2 separate regions of the Rattus norvegicus genome follow, and region 1 is linked to region 2. A link is a contact called in public Hi-C data. All regions are on one chromosome and are shown on one strand. Each heading gives the region's core, a stretch centred on a gene start, on an enhancer-like site or on the middle of the called end of the contact. The rest is flanking DNA. Distances are from core to core; before and after follow the strand shown.

Region 1 (2,988 bases), core at 171-2,670, 140 kb after region 2:
CTTTGCTGGGGGGATGGAAGGCTGGACGACCGTGTTGGAAGTCACCATCAGGAACACCAGAAGCAGTAATCAGCAGGACTGGCGAGTTGCATCTAGCTGGGAGCCCAGCACCTGGATCAGCAAGGGACATGGACCCAGGGTTGTGAATTAGCAGTTTCCAAGCCAATGGCCCTTTTTCCCTTCTCCAAATAGCCTGGATCTGGGCACGGAAGGGAGTGCAGTGGTTGCCCACAATCCTGAGGCCCTTTCTTCTGTAGCAGCCACAGTGCTTGGATCCCCTGGTGGACACCACAGGAATTGCAGGTATAGCTGCTCAGTGCATCCTGGTGCCTGTTACAGGAATCGCAGGCATTTGTGGACCTAAGCCCAAGAAGCTCAGTCAGAAGCCAGAGGACAGCAGAAAATTTCTCAAGGTCACCCAGCAAGTTGTGGACACCAGCGCTGAGCCAACATTAGGAAACGAGGATGAGACTAGTGTGCCACCCCATGGGCCCTCAGTTTCCCCACCTGTATATTCTACCAGCTTACCTAGAGTACAACTGGGCTCCCAGGAAGAGAGGTATGGTGCCTCCTGGCCCAGTTTGCTCCCTCAGCCAGCATCCTGTATCACTAAAGTCACTGCTCCATCTCCTACCTGAGAGGTGGACACAAAGAGACAAGGTAAGGACAAAAGCACTTGGCTTCTAGGCCTTTCCAGCTAGTCCAGGAGTTGAGCTGAAGTGAGCCTTGGCCCCACTGGAGACACAGAGCACAGTGTAGACACACAGGCTTGGGATAGGGTACAGTAGTGGCCCAGGGCTGTTTGTCCTGCCACCCTCCGAAGTGAGTGGGCAGACACTGAAAGAGATGGAGACACAGGAGACATGAAAAACATATGGGGACAGTGTGCAGAGAGATAGAGAGACCAGGACACAGAGGCATGCAGAGCCAGAGCCAGGTACACAGAGGGAGGCAGGAAGAGTCCCCAGAGCCACCACTGGAGCCTGCACCGCAGATCGACAAAGCTAATGGAGCTAAGAAGAAGAGCTCACAGTCACAAGGGCCTTTCTCACCTTGTCCCCGAGCCAGCACCCTCCCACTGTGTCATCCTCCACAAGTCAGAGCTCAAGATCCTACCAGGTCCCAGTCCAGGTTCCAGCCCAGGTCCCTGGTCACCTGGTGTCGCTGAGTAGAAGCAATACTGAGCCGTCCTGCAGGCGTGCCTCACGAACTGTCTGATGGTCAGGCAGCGGCCTAGAGTTGTAGTAGAAGGTTCTGCGCCAAGAGCTCACACCCTGGCCCACTAGCTGTGCTCGCAGGTCGCTCAGTGTGTCGCATGGCCGCACGGTCAGTGGCAGTAGCAATGCCTCATCGGCTAGGTGTACCTTAATGTGGTATCGCTTCCAGCGGGACAACCCACGACGCAGCTCTTCCATGGCCATTGCCAGCCTGAGACTCTGGCAGGTCAGCACCTGCCAGACCAGCTCAGCTGCCAGCCTCCACCCCTTCTAGGCACGCCCTGCTGCAGGAGCAGCCCACAGAGATGGTAGCATTGGCTGGCCCAGCCCAAGCCTCCATGGTAAACCTTTCTCCTGTACACAGAATACATCAAAGGCTCTGGGGCAAAGAATGCAGCTATTCAAAGGCCCTGGGGCAGGACGGGGAGCCTGGTGTGTTGGAGGAGTGGAGCTGGGTCTTTCTTTGAAGCAGAAGTAGTAAAGGGTAGAGAAGGGTGGCAAGGAAGGCAGTGTAACCCACCCACCCACTTCTTTAATCCTCTGGAACTTCCTCCCTAATCCATATCGGCACTGGCTTTGTGTCTGTGGGCTCCAAAGAAACCTCAATCCTGGGCCTCTGTCCTCTATGGCCATCAAGTTGGGAACAGGGATAGCTTCTCCAGCCTTTGCGGTCATGGCCTAAGTAGGGGAGACAGACTTCTGGGTTTGGGCTGGAAGAATCCCATTCATGTGGGCACTGGAGCTGGGGCTTCAGGGGATGGGTAAGAGTTCAACATTCATTCCCCTTTGCCCACATTCACCACCCACATGGTTCAGCAAGTGCCTGATGGGGAGCAAAGGGAGCCCCAGCCTCCCAACCCTTACAGCCCTTATCCGGAAAGCCAGCTGCCTCTCCAGCACACTTGTGCAAGCCCATCTTTACCTTTCCTGCTGCACTTGTTGCCGCAACTGGATAGAGCAGTTTGTACTCTGCACTTGGCCTCTGACACACACACTTTGAGCATTTGTCACCAGCAACAATGCAATGGCCACTTTGTGGCCTCTAACGCTGTCACCTCCTGCCACAACCCCTCCTCCCCTACCTCAGTGTCTCTGCCTGTCCACAGGGGTGTTGTGAAATGACACTGTTGTCATAGGGCTCTGACGTACACTCACCCAGGAACGGCAATGCTGAGAGAACAGTCTAGGTGCTAAATTTGACTCCGCAAAGAAAAACAAACTGAGCATTCTAAAATTTAGCACAAGTGACATTTTGGTGGTATAAGTCTTTAATTCCAGCACTTGGAAGGCAGAGGCAGGCAGATTCCTGTGAGTTGGAGGCCAACCTTATCTACAAAGTGAGACCATGACCCCCATTACCCCCAAAGGACAGGTAGGAGACTATATGGGAAAACACACCTCCCAGGGTGCTGGGGGGCAACCGTAACTGTCCCACTTACCCACATTCACCACCCACACGCTTCAGTGTCTGTATAGGGAGCCTTTAATTGAAAGATTAATAACTGACAACATGCAAATATAAAACACCTACACACTGCACACATGAAAACTCCAACAAAGCCACTGAAAATTTCCAATAGTCAAAAACAGACAAAAGACTGACTTCCGCTGTATGTAAAAAGCTTCTGGAAACCAACAAGAACCAACAATAAATTAGACAAATGAACAGACAATATAACAGAATTATGAAAAAGCGCACATCCTCCATGTCAAACTAAAAATGGAGCCAAGGGTGGGCATGACAGGGAAAGGCCTCCTCCGACCACGCCCT
Region 2 (2,700 bases), core at 183-2,682:
CTCCCCCACCCTGCCTCCCCAACTCCAGAGGAGTCACCGCATCCAGCTCTGGGGTCTTGCAGCTCCTCCAAGGACCACCTCCCTCTGCTCTCAGCAGCCCAGCCTAATTGTCCCCTCTGCTCACTCCTCCAATTCTAGGTGCCATGTTGGCCCCTCTCTTGCCTGCTGCCCACTTCCATGCCCATTTCCTTCTGTGCTCTACCACCACGAGAGTCACTCCACAAAGGCAGGGTGCTGTGTCTGCGCCATGGCAATGGGCAGCACAGTCAGGATGTTTCCATGTGTGACTGCGCCCTCCTGCCATAGGCCCATTCACCTGTAGGAGGTGTCTAGGGCCCTATGCATCCCTCCTCCCCCTGTAAGGAACTGTAAGGAACATGCAGGAGGCTTCTTGCAGTCAGAACTTGGGACAGACAGACACAGCCACACAGCAAGATGTACTGCAGATGAAGATGTTTGCTTCAAGGACAGAGAGGGAGGGGACATCAGTCTGCACAGGGTGACCTTGTCCCTCCCCAGCAGGATGGGATAACTTTCAGATGGCAGAGTCCGGCCAGTTCAGAGACAAAAATACCAAGAGTGGGCAGGACCACGTTACAGACGTGGTTACAGACGTGGTTACAGACGTGCTGCCTGTAGCACAGAAACCGCTCATGGGGGCCAGAGTGCGGCAGGTAGCCAAACTGGGTCCTGTGCTGACCTTGTTCCCACCATGGCTGCTCATGCCGGGCTAACTCTGAGCTTTGATTCCTCCAGCCCTCAAGTGGGCCCCCAGGAGTGCGGTCAGCCCAGCACATGTTTACTCTATACAATGCGTCCCCATCCAGACCACACCTTGTGTAGAGAAAAGGTCCTGACACAGAAGGTGGCCAGCTCCATAGTATCTAGTAGGGTGACCTGGATGAAGCCGTATGTCTCGGTGCCTCGGTTAGGCCAGTACTGGTCACATTTGACCTGTGGGATGAGAGGGACATGAGCTCAGGAAGGTCAGGCAGCACCTTGGAAGCCTCAGGGCCAAGCCTTGCCCATAGCGCCTCACCCGTGATTTCTCCTCCAGCCGTGTCATCATGACCACAGTGGCTGACCGCTGCTCCCACACCATCCGCCAGAAGTCCCCAAAGGTCTCAGGCAGGGGCCCCTGCGTGGCGATGTATGCGTTCTGCCGCCGATAGCCGTCCACATAGTTGGCATTGATGTAATCACTACCCATGATGCCTGTAGCCAGGCAGGAGGTCAAAGACAGTTCTGTGGGGTTGTCCAACTTGTCCTCTGACACACGCCCTATGGCCACTGTATGAATGGCCCTTTGGCTCTGTTGCAGCCATCTGGGGCCAGATCTCTCTCTACTGGGCCCACTGTGGCAGTCAGCCAACCCTGCCACACTGCAGCTACTGTGGCACCTCTCCCATAAACCATAGCAACGCAGAGCTGACCTGACCCTTGAGGATCAGTGCTGCCTAAACAGCACCCACCACACCCATGCAGCCCAGATCCCTGCTACCTTCTAAAGGCTGCAGGATGACTCGTGAATGGTCATAGGCGATGACATTGGCGTATCGGTTCTTTGGCTTGTTGGCCTCCAGGTTCGAATGTTCCCAAGTGAACTGCTGGCCAGGGTCGATGGACTACAGGGAATGAGTAGGTTCAGGCATGAGTAGGTTCAGGCATGATGGGAAGAGGTGTAGTGCTGGGTCACCAGGGCTGGGGCATCAAGCAAGTCCTACAGTAGACTCAGCTCACCTCATACTCCTGGGAGAGCTTGAGGCTGTCGTTGGCTTTGAGTCTCTCCATGTGTTCAGCCATGTCTGTGATGGGAATGGGCGGGTGGCTGAGCATACCTGTGAAGAGAGGAGCATGGGGACAGCAGGCTCAGCTGCTGTGGCTATGGAGGCACTGTAGCTAAAGGACATGAACAGGTGAGCAAGACTGGAGTAGTGCCACCTGCTGTACAGCCAGAGGATGGGAGCAAGTGAGGCCTGTGGAGCCCTGGTCCCTATAGTGCCCAGTGTCTTGTGGCAAAGACGGAGAAGCAGAGGCAGCCAGTGCACCTCAGAAACATGGTGCATGGATCCCTGCCCTTCCCAAGCCGGGGTTGGGGGGGTGGTTCTCCAAGTGGGTGTGGTACGTGACATATATGCTGTGTTGTGTGTGTGTGTGTGTGTGTGTGTGTGTGTGATGGCCTCTCCCCGACCCTTCCCAGTTTCTGCGTCTTGACTCTTACAGCTGAAGTAGCTGGGGTCTCTCACCCTGATGTTGATACATCAGACCTGAACCTGAGCCTCAGGCCCTGCCAGCTGCTTCTGGCCCCAGTCAGTGCGTACCTGGCGTCTGGAAGTTGATACGTCGCATTTCCACAGGGTCCTTGGGGTGATGGGGGGCGAGGTCTGCATTGTTCAATAAGCATTTGGTGCGGGGCTCTGAGTCCTTGCGTTTGCTTCAAGGACAGAGAGGGAGGGGACAGCCAATGTTAGCACATGCCCCAAAGTGTGTGTGTGCACACTCAGGGACACATGACCCAGGGCCTACAAACATGTGGTAGGGAATGGGCCATTTACACACTGAGCCCTAATTTTATGGAACCTCAGTCCTACAAAGACCCTTGGATCAGAGACTAGCATAAACCTCAGACTGGGTCCTCTGCCTTAGCTGAGCCCCAAATCCAGATGGATCCTTCATCATAGACTAAGCTTCAATCCCAGA

What was found. A called contact is a pair of places that touch in the nucleus more often than the background predicts.
Region 1: a contact with region 2 is called in a Hi-C map of Schwann cells, with 3 times the contacts expected there. The contact joins the promoter of LOC134480470 here to the enhancer-like site in region 2. A contact is called at or near these places in 7 of 12 Hi-C or Micro-C datasets (Schwann cells, frontal cortex, kidney and 3 more) and 1 of 1 datasets of contacts at active chromatin or transcription factors (oligodendrocytes).

The regions. Positions count from the first base shown.
Region 1 is chr9:1,475,619-1,478,606 of GRCr8, forward strand. LOC134480470 (TINCR ubiquitin domain containing) reads right to left here and starts at 1,421. Exons shown (of 1, transcript XM_063267958.1): 1 at 1,152-1,421. The coding sequence starts at 1,421. The coding sequence ends at 1,152. Tincr (TINCR ubiquitin domain containing) reads right to left here and starts at 852. Exons shown (of 2, transcript NR_130129.1): 1 at 529-852; 2 at 1-111.
Region 2 is chr9:1,338,154-1,340,853 of GRCr8, forward strand. It overlaps Ptprs (protein tyrosine phosphatase, receptor type, S), which reads right to left. Exons shown (of 34, transcript NM_019140.3): 22 at 2,322-2,434; 23 at 1,741-1,838; 24 at 1,502-1,625; 25 at 1,040-1,215; 26 at 835-954. Among named protein-coding and RNA genes, the nearest start is that of Trnak-cuu11, 41 kb to the left of the region's middle. Within about 2 kb of position 1,433, at least 10 of the 93 cell types and tissues checked have an H3K27ac peak or open chromatin away from gene starts, as enhancers often do. A contact at or near this core is called in Schwann cells, where this site is marked.